Regions from separate parts of the Mus musculus genome. Here region 2 is linked to region 1. Evidence: chromatin contacts called from public promoter capture Hi-C data. All regions are on one chromosome and are shown on one strand. Each heading gives the region's core, a stretch centred on a gene start, on an enhancer-like site or on the middle of the called end of the contact. The rest is flanking DNA. Distances are from core to core; before and after follow the strand shown.

Region 1 (2,794 bases), core at 110-2,609:
AGGCCTGAGTGTGTTTTAGCCCCTACACACCTCAAGTTCCCTGGCCACTTTCTTTCAGTCCTCCTCTGAAGCACCTTCGACCTAGGAGAAGGGGGCTAGATGGATGCTATAGGCGGGGCACACTGTTCATGAGGGACAGATGCGAAGGACAGGTCTCCATTAGTTATGAAATCCTCTGGTCCCTTCTAGGCTAGCCATACTTGAACCACAGGTACACAGTTACATCTTGGTGAAGCCAAGAGGAAAATGGTTTTTCGAGGTGCCTGGCCTCTGTTGGAGGTCTGACCATAGCATGCCATTAGCAACCTGTGAGAGCCCAAGGGGTTACTTCAGTGCCCCAGCTGCTGTGGATGCTTAGGGTTTAACCATTCACATGGAAGCAGACATGGTGGAAACATATGTTCCCAGAAGGAAGATCTGTCTCATGAAGGTGGTGGGGGCAGGGAAAAGTGATGCCTTGTGTTACGTCATCTTTGCAACTTGCCCGAAGGGTGGGGCCTGCCCAGTGCTACTTTATGGGAAGAATGTGGAGTCTTGTGTTTTAAGTTTTGGATTTTTATCTCTCAATACACTCCATGATCTATCCTCTGGTCTTACCGTACAATTCCTCTTCTTCACAAATCTCGAAGGAAACTGTCACTCTTGGGTGAGCCACATGTTTTCTAATAGTGTCCCTGTTCCCCAGGGTGAAAAGCTTGTCCTGGCAAAGCCCTTAGATGCAGAGCTCTCCCTAGTTACCACACATGGCTCATAGGCAAGCTTGACGGGCGTTCTCTAGTCTTTCCTGGTTCTCAGGTAGCCTAGGATGGTCCGGAACGTGCTACATAGTTGAGAATGACCTAGACAGTCTGATCTTCCTGCTGCCACCTTCTGATGGTGGGATGACAGGTGTGCTATGCACTCTGCAGATCACAAACCCAGGGCCTGATGCATGCTAGACAAGCGCTCTACCAACTGAGCCACACTTCCATCCCTGGCTCCTTCAGTCATGGCTCTGAGGAGCCAGTAGAACTGGGGCTTAACCTCAGATGCTGAGCTCTGCCCCATCCTGCATGGTGCCTAGCTTAGATAAAGACTTAAAGACTGTAATGGAGTAAGTCTAGCATCATACCGAATATGAATCAAGGAAAGCAGAATGCAGCCTGACGGAGAGCTCTCTGTAGATAACCATGGGGCTGGATTCCTGCTCCAGCCCCTGGACTGACACAGCCTGGCCCACATGCAGCCCCCTTCCACCACCAGCCCTCCCGCCCCAAGCTGTAGCCCCTGCCACAGCTTGCCTCTTCCTCTGTGACCTGCCACAGGCCTCACATCCTGTGAGGAGGCCCTAGAAACCAGTTCTGTTGATGAAAACACTCGCGCTCTTCACCACAGGAAGCATGGGCCTCACGTTCACAGTGATAACCGCCCAGTCTCTTCACAGAGAGTAGAGGGGAGCACAGACTAGCTTTGTACCTAGATTAGGAAGCATGTGTTCCCTCCCCTCCCCCTCAACAATTCTCAATTCACCTCACATGAAGCCTCCTGCCCCCCCTGCTTCCTATCCGAGAGTAGGAAGCAGGACATTTGGGAAACAGAGACCATGTCCCCCAGAGCTTTGTAAGAACAGTAAGAAAACAGGATATTAGTAATGACAGGAGCCCCCTGGCCTCGGCCCCAGGTAAGGCGTTTAGATAAAAATCTAGGACACCCGGCTAAATTTTAAATTTCAATTAAACAGTGACTATTGTCTTGATACAAGAAGGTCGTATAGAAGCAGTTCTTCCTAAAACACTACTCAACTGTTCCCAGGAAATATCAATTTAACTAAGAGTCCTGTAGTTTTGAGTTTGTGACAACTAGTCACTGAGGCCTAGGGAACCGACTTCTTCACCCAGAGGCCGTTCTGAGCCCTGTGCTGCAAATCAAGAGCTCCCTCCATGCAAGCAATACTTCACTCTGGACATTTTACATCGGGAGTTTTTGTACAGAGCTGTCTTGGTATGCATTGTCCAGAGGAGAAACTGAGGCTGTGAGGCTGTGCGAGTTGCTGAAGTGATCTGATCTGATCTGCCAGCTCCTAGACCGTCTCCATGCGTAGTACTCACTGGCAGTGGGTGGGCGAGCGGCGGCGCCAACTTCAGAGAGGCAGTAATAACAGGTTAGCTTGGGAAAGCTCTGTGCAGAGATGGGAAGGGTTGTGTCAACACATGCAAATTATATGCAAATACACTTGGCCCTCCTGGCAGGCTCACCTAGGTGGGAGATCCATGAGCAGTCCCCCATTGCCCATGGGCTTCTAACAGGGGCAAGGGTAACAGGTTGATAGCCCCTTGTGTTCCCAGCGCACGTGGGCTGGGGTGAGTGCACACCCGAGTTCTCGTGTTCTCTCTTCTCGGATGTGGATGTGAGGGGGCTGGTGTGGAGGTGGATACATGAGGCTATGGGGCGTGGTGATGTGTGCGTGACCTGCCACCTTGATCTGTGTATTCCCAGCAAGCCACAGGGCTCCTGTCTCCTCAGATAACCTCCTCCAAAGCTTTGGTGTTGCTCTATGGAGAGAAGGAAGCATCCCCTTGGGACTGTGTCTACTGAGATGCCCTAGGACCAGAGAGAGTCCTTGGAGGATAATCCTTTTCTCAACAATACTACAATTAGCATTGATGCTATACCTGGCCCTGCGGCTAATGCTGTGTACTTAATTATCCAGGCCTGGGGTTTGTGTTGCCCTGAGGAAATTCAGTGGGTAGGTAGAGTCACTTGACCACACTTAATGGCAAAGTAAGCAGAGAACAAGTCCACAGCTGCTCCATGT
Region 2 (2,700 bases), core at 9-2,508, 150 kb before region 1:
CCTTAGCCACTGAGCCTCCTCTCGGCCATGAAATAGCAATTTCTTGAGTGCTCAAGACATTTGTGTCACTTCTTGGCTTTGGTCAGGTTTAAAAGAAAGCTTTATTTTATGACTATTTTACCATTATAAGTACTAGCTATTGTTGTGTTGCATTAAAAAAAAAAAGGAAGGAAGGAAGGAATATGTTTGGTGGAGGTGCAGTATGGGGTGGGGGAAGGAGTGCCTCTGCAGGCCCATACTGAGGCATCCCTTTTCCCTGAGGTATCAGCCACATATGGTATAGTATAGAATAGAGTTTATTTAGGGCATGGGAGGGGAGTTGAGGGGGTAGCAGAGACTGAGACAGGGAGAGAGACAAAGAGAGAGAGACAGAGAGAGAGGAAGAGAGAGGGAGAGAGGAGTAGAGGCTGGCCATGAGCATGTGTGTGGGGGAGAGAGAGGGAAGAGGGTAAGGGGCAAGAGCAAAAGTAGAAGAAAGAAAGAGAGAGGGGAGGGGTCAAGCAGCCCCTTTACAGTGAGTCAGGCACACCTGGCTGTTGCCAGGTAACTGTGGGGCAGAGCCTAGATGAAATGCCAACAGCTATTTTTAATTTTTATTTTATTTTATTTTATTTTAGTGTGTGTGTGTGTGTATCTGTGTGTGTGTGTCTGTATCTGTGTGTGTGTGTGTGTGTGTGTGTGTGTGTGTGTGTGTGTGTGTGCGCCTCACAGCACATGTGTGGAGATCAGAAGACCTCGGGGGAGTCAGTTCTTTCCACTGTGTGGGTTTCAGGGACTAGACTCAGATCATTGGGTTTGGTGGCAGGTGCCTTTACCTGGTGAACCGTCTGGCCAGGCTAGCACTTGTTTTTACTATTAAAGTTTGCAATTTAAGAAGGAAAACTGTCCAGCCACGTTCCCGAGGCCTGAGGCTGGCTCCCAAATTGGCAAGGTGGCTGAAGACAGCAAGGCAAGCCATGGATAGGCAACATGGTGACTTGGATACCCTTTTGGGGTATGTTCCAGCCGCTTCATTCAGCCATGACCCATGGATGTCACCCATAATTCGTGGATGTCACCCCAAACTCATGGATGTCAGTGATACCATCGTAGCCCAGAGGCTGTTGAGAGCAGGTCTGTGAGAGGGGCCAGCTCTGGGTTCCTGCCACATAGAGGAAGCCTCAGCTGAACTCATATCTAGGAAATGACTGAGCACAGCGCAGGAGAGAGAAACACCCCTCTTACCCTGACTGAGGAAAGCAGGGAAGGCCTGGGGTGGGGCCCTCAGCCAGACACACCCCTGGGCCAATTGGGAGAGCAGTTGGGTGGGCTGGTCCCACCAAGACCATGAAACTGCACCCAGCTCACACTGGTGACCCAGGCTCTTCCAGACTCTGCGACCTAACTGACTCTTGGGTTCAAGGCTAGGATGAGAGAGATCGTGCACATCCAGATTGGCCAGTGTGGCAACCAGATCGGAGCCAAGGTAAGGCAGAGCAGAGCAAAGCAGCTGAGAGGCAGGCGGCTCGCAAATACTTGCTAAATGGATGGCTTATTAGAGAAAGTCTTTTAGCAAAACCATTAGAGTTAGAGTGTTAATTAATGTTAATTTTGCCTGTAATTAGACATGCAAATAGGTACAGGAGCCATGTTGCTTTTAGTGGTTTAGAGATGAGCTTTCCACATCTAAAACTAGTAATTTGTTTCAAGAGTTTTCTGAAGCTTTTTGGGAAATTTTCTTAATTTAAATTGTGTTTATTATAATTATGTGTGTGACTATATTTGTGGTGGTGGTGGTGGTGGTGGCGGTGGCGGTGGCAGTGTGTGTGTGTGTGTGTGTGTGTGTATACAGGTATGGTGTCCCAGCATGCATTTGGAAGTCAGAGGACAGTTTTGCCACTTGACTCTTCCCTTCCACTGTGGCTCCCTGAGATCCAACCCAGCTCATTAGGTTTGACCGCTTCTTTACCTTGTGAACCACCTGAAAAGCAGGGCTTTAAAATGTTTTTCTTCATTTGAATTACTTATTTGGGAGGGTGGTGCAGGCTGTGTACATATGATGCTCAGTGCACAGCCTGCTGGAGCTAGCTCTCTCCTTCTGTTATAGAGGATTGGACTCAGTCATTAAGCTTAGTGGCAAGCTCCGTCACCGTGCTGAGCCATCTTGCCAGCCTTACTGGAAGGTTGTTTTCTTGTTGTTTGTTTGTTTGTTTTCTTTTAATACTACATCACTGTATTGTCTTCACTCCCAAATGTTCCTTTAAAAACGTATTCTTTGGCAATTTTATCCATGCTTATATTGATTATATTCACCCATACTACTTACCTCTCACCGCTTTCCCTGGACACTCTCTAATACATTGCTCTCCTCTTCCTCCTCCCTCCCTCTCCCTCTCCCTCTCCCTCTCCCTCTCCCTCTCCCTCTCCCTCTCCCTCTCCCTCTCCCTCCCTCCCCCTCCCCCTCCCCCCCCTCTCTCTCTCTCGCGCACACACACACACACACACACATACACACAAACATTTTTATAACCCACCGAGTCCTCTCAGTGCTGCCTGTGGGAGTACTGATGAACCTTGGCTTGAGCCAGTACAGATTCTGTGAGTTAGTGAGTGCCATGGTCAGTTCACATCAGGAAGACAACCTCCAGCAGTCCCTCCCCATCCTCTGTCTCTTGCATTCTTTCTGGCCCCTCTTCCTCACTATCTGATGAGCCATCATGG

What was found. Promoter capture Hi-C pulls out the DNA fragments that hold promoters and counts their contacts.
Region 2: a contact with region 1 is called in a promoter capture Hi-C map of the HPC-7 cell line, with 2.9 times the contacts expected there. The contact joins the promoter of Tubb1 here to the enhancer-like site in region 1. A contact is called at or near these places in 16 of 39 promoter capture datasets (the 3T3-L1 cell line, the C10 cell line, the HPC-7 cell line and 11 more), 4 of 484 Hi-C or Micro-C datasets (Th2 cells, hematopoietic stem and progenitor cells, pre-pro-B cells and 1 more), 1 of 115 datasets of contacts at active chromatin or transcription factors (memory CD8 T cells) and 1 of 9 other capture datasets (liver).

What each region holds. Positions count from the first base shown.
Region 1 is chr2:174,601,117-174,603,910 of GRCm38.p6, forward strand. It overlaps Gm46781 (a long non-coding RNA gene), which reads right to left. Exons shown (of 2, transcript XR_003953979.1): 2 at 1,696-2,157. It also overlaps a transcript of Zfp831 not described here. Among named protein-coding and RNA genes, the nearest start is that of Gm46781, 4.5 kb to the right of the region's middle. Within about 2 kb of position 1,360, at least 105 of the 459 cell types and tissues checked have an H3K27ac peak or open chromatin away from gene starts, as enhancers often do. A contact at or near this core is called in the HPC-7 cell line, Th2 cells, hematopoietic stem and progenitor cells and 4 more, where this site is marked.
Region 2 is chr2:174,449,337-174,452,036 of GRCm38.p6, forward strand. It overlaps Tubb1 (tubulin, beta 1 class VI), which reads left to right and starts at 1,259. Exons shown (of 4, transcript NM_001080971.2): 1 at 1,259-1,465. The coding sequence starts at 1,409.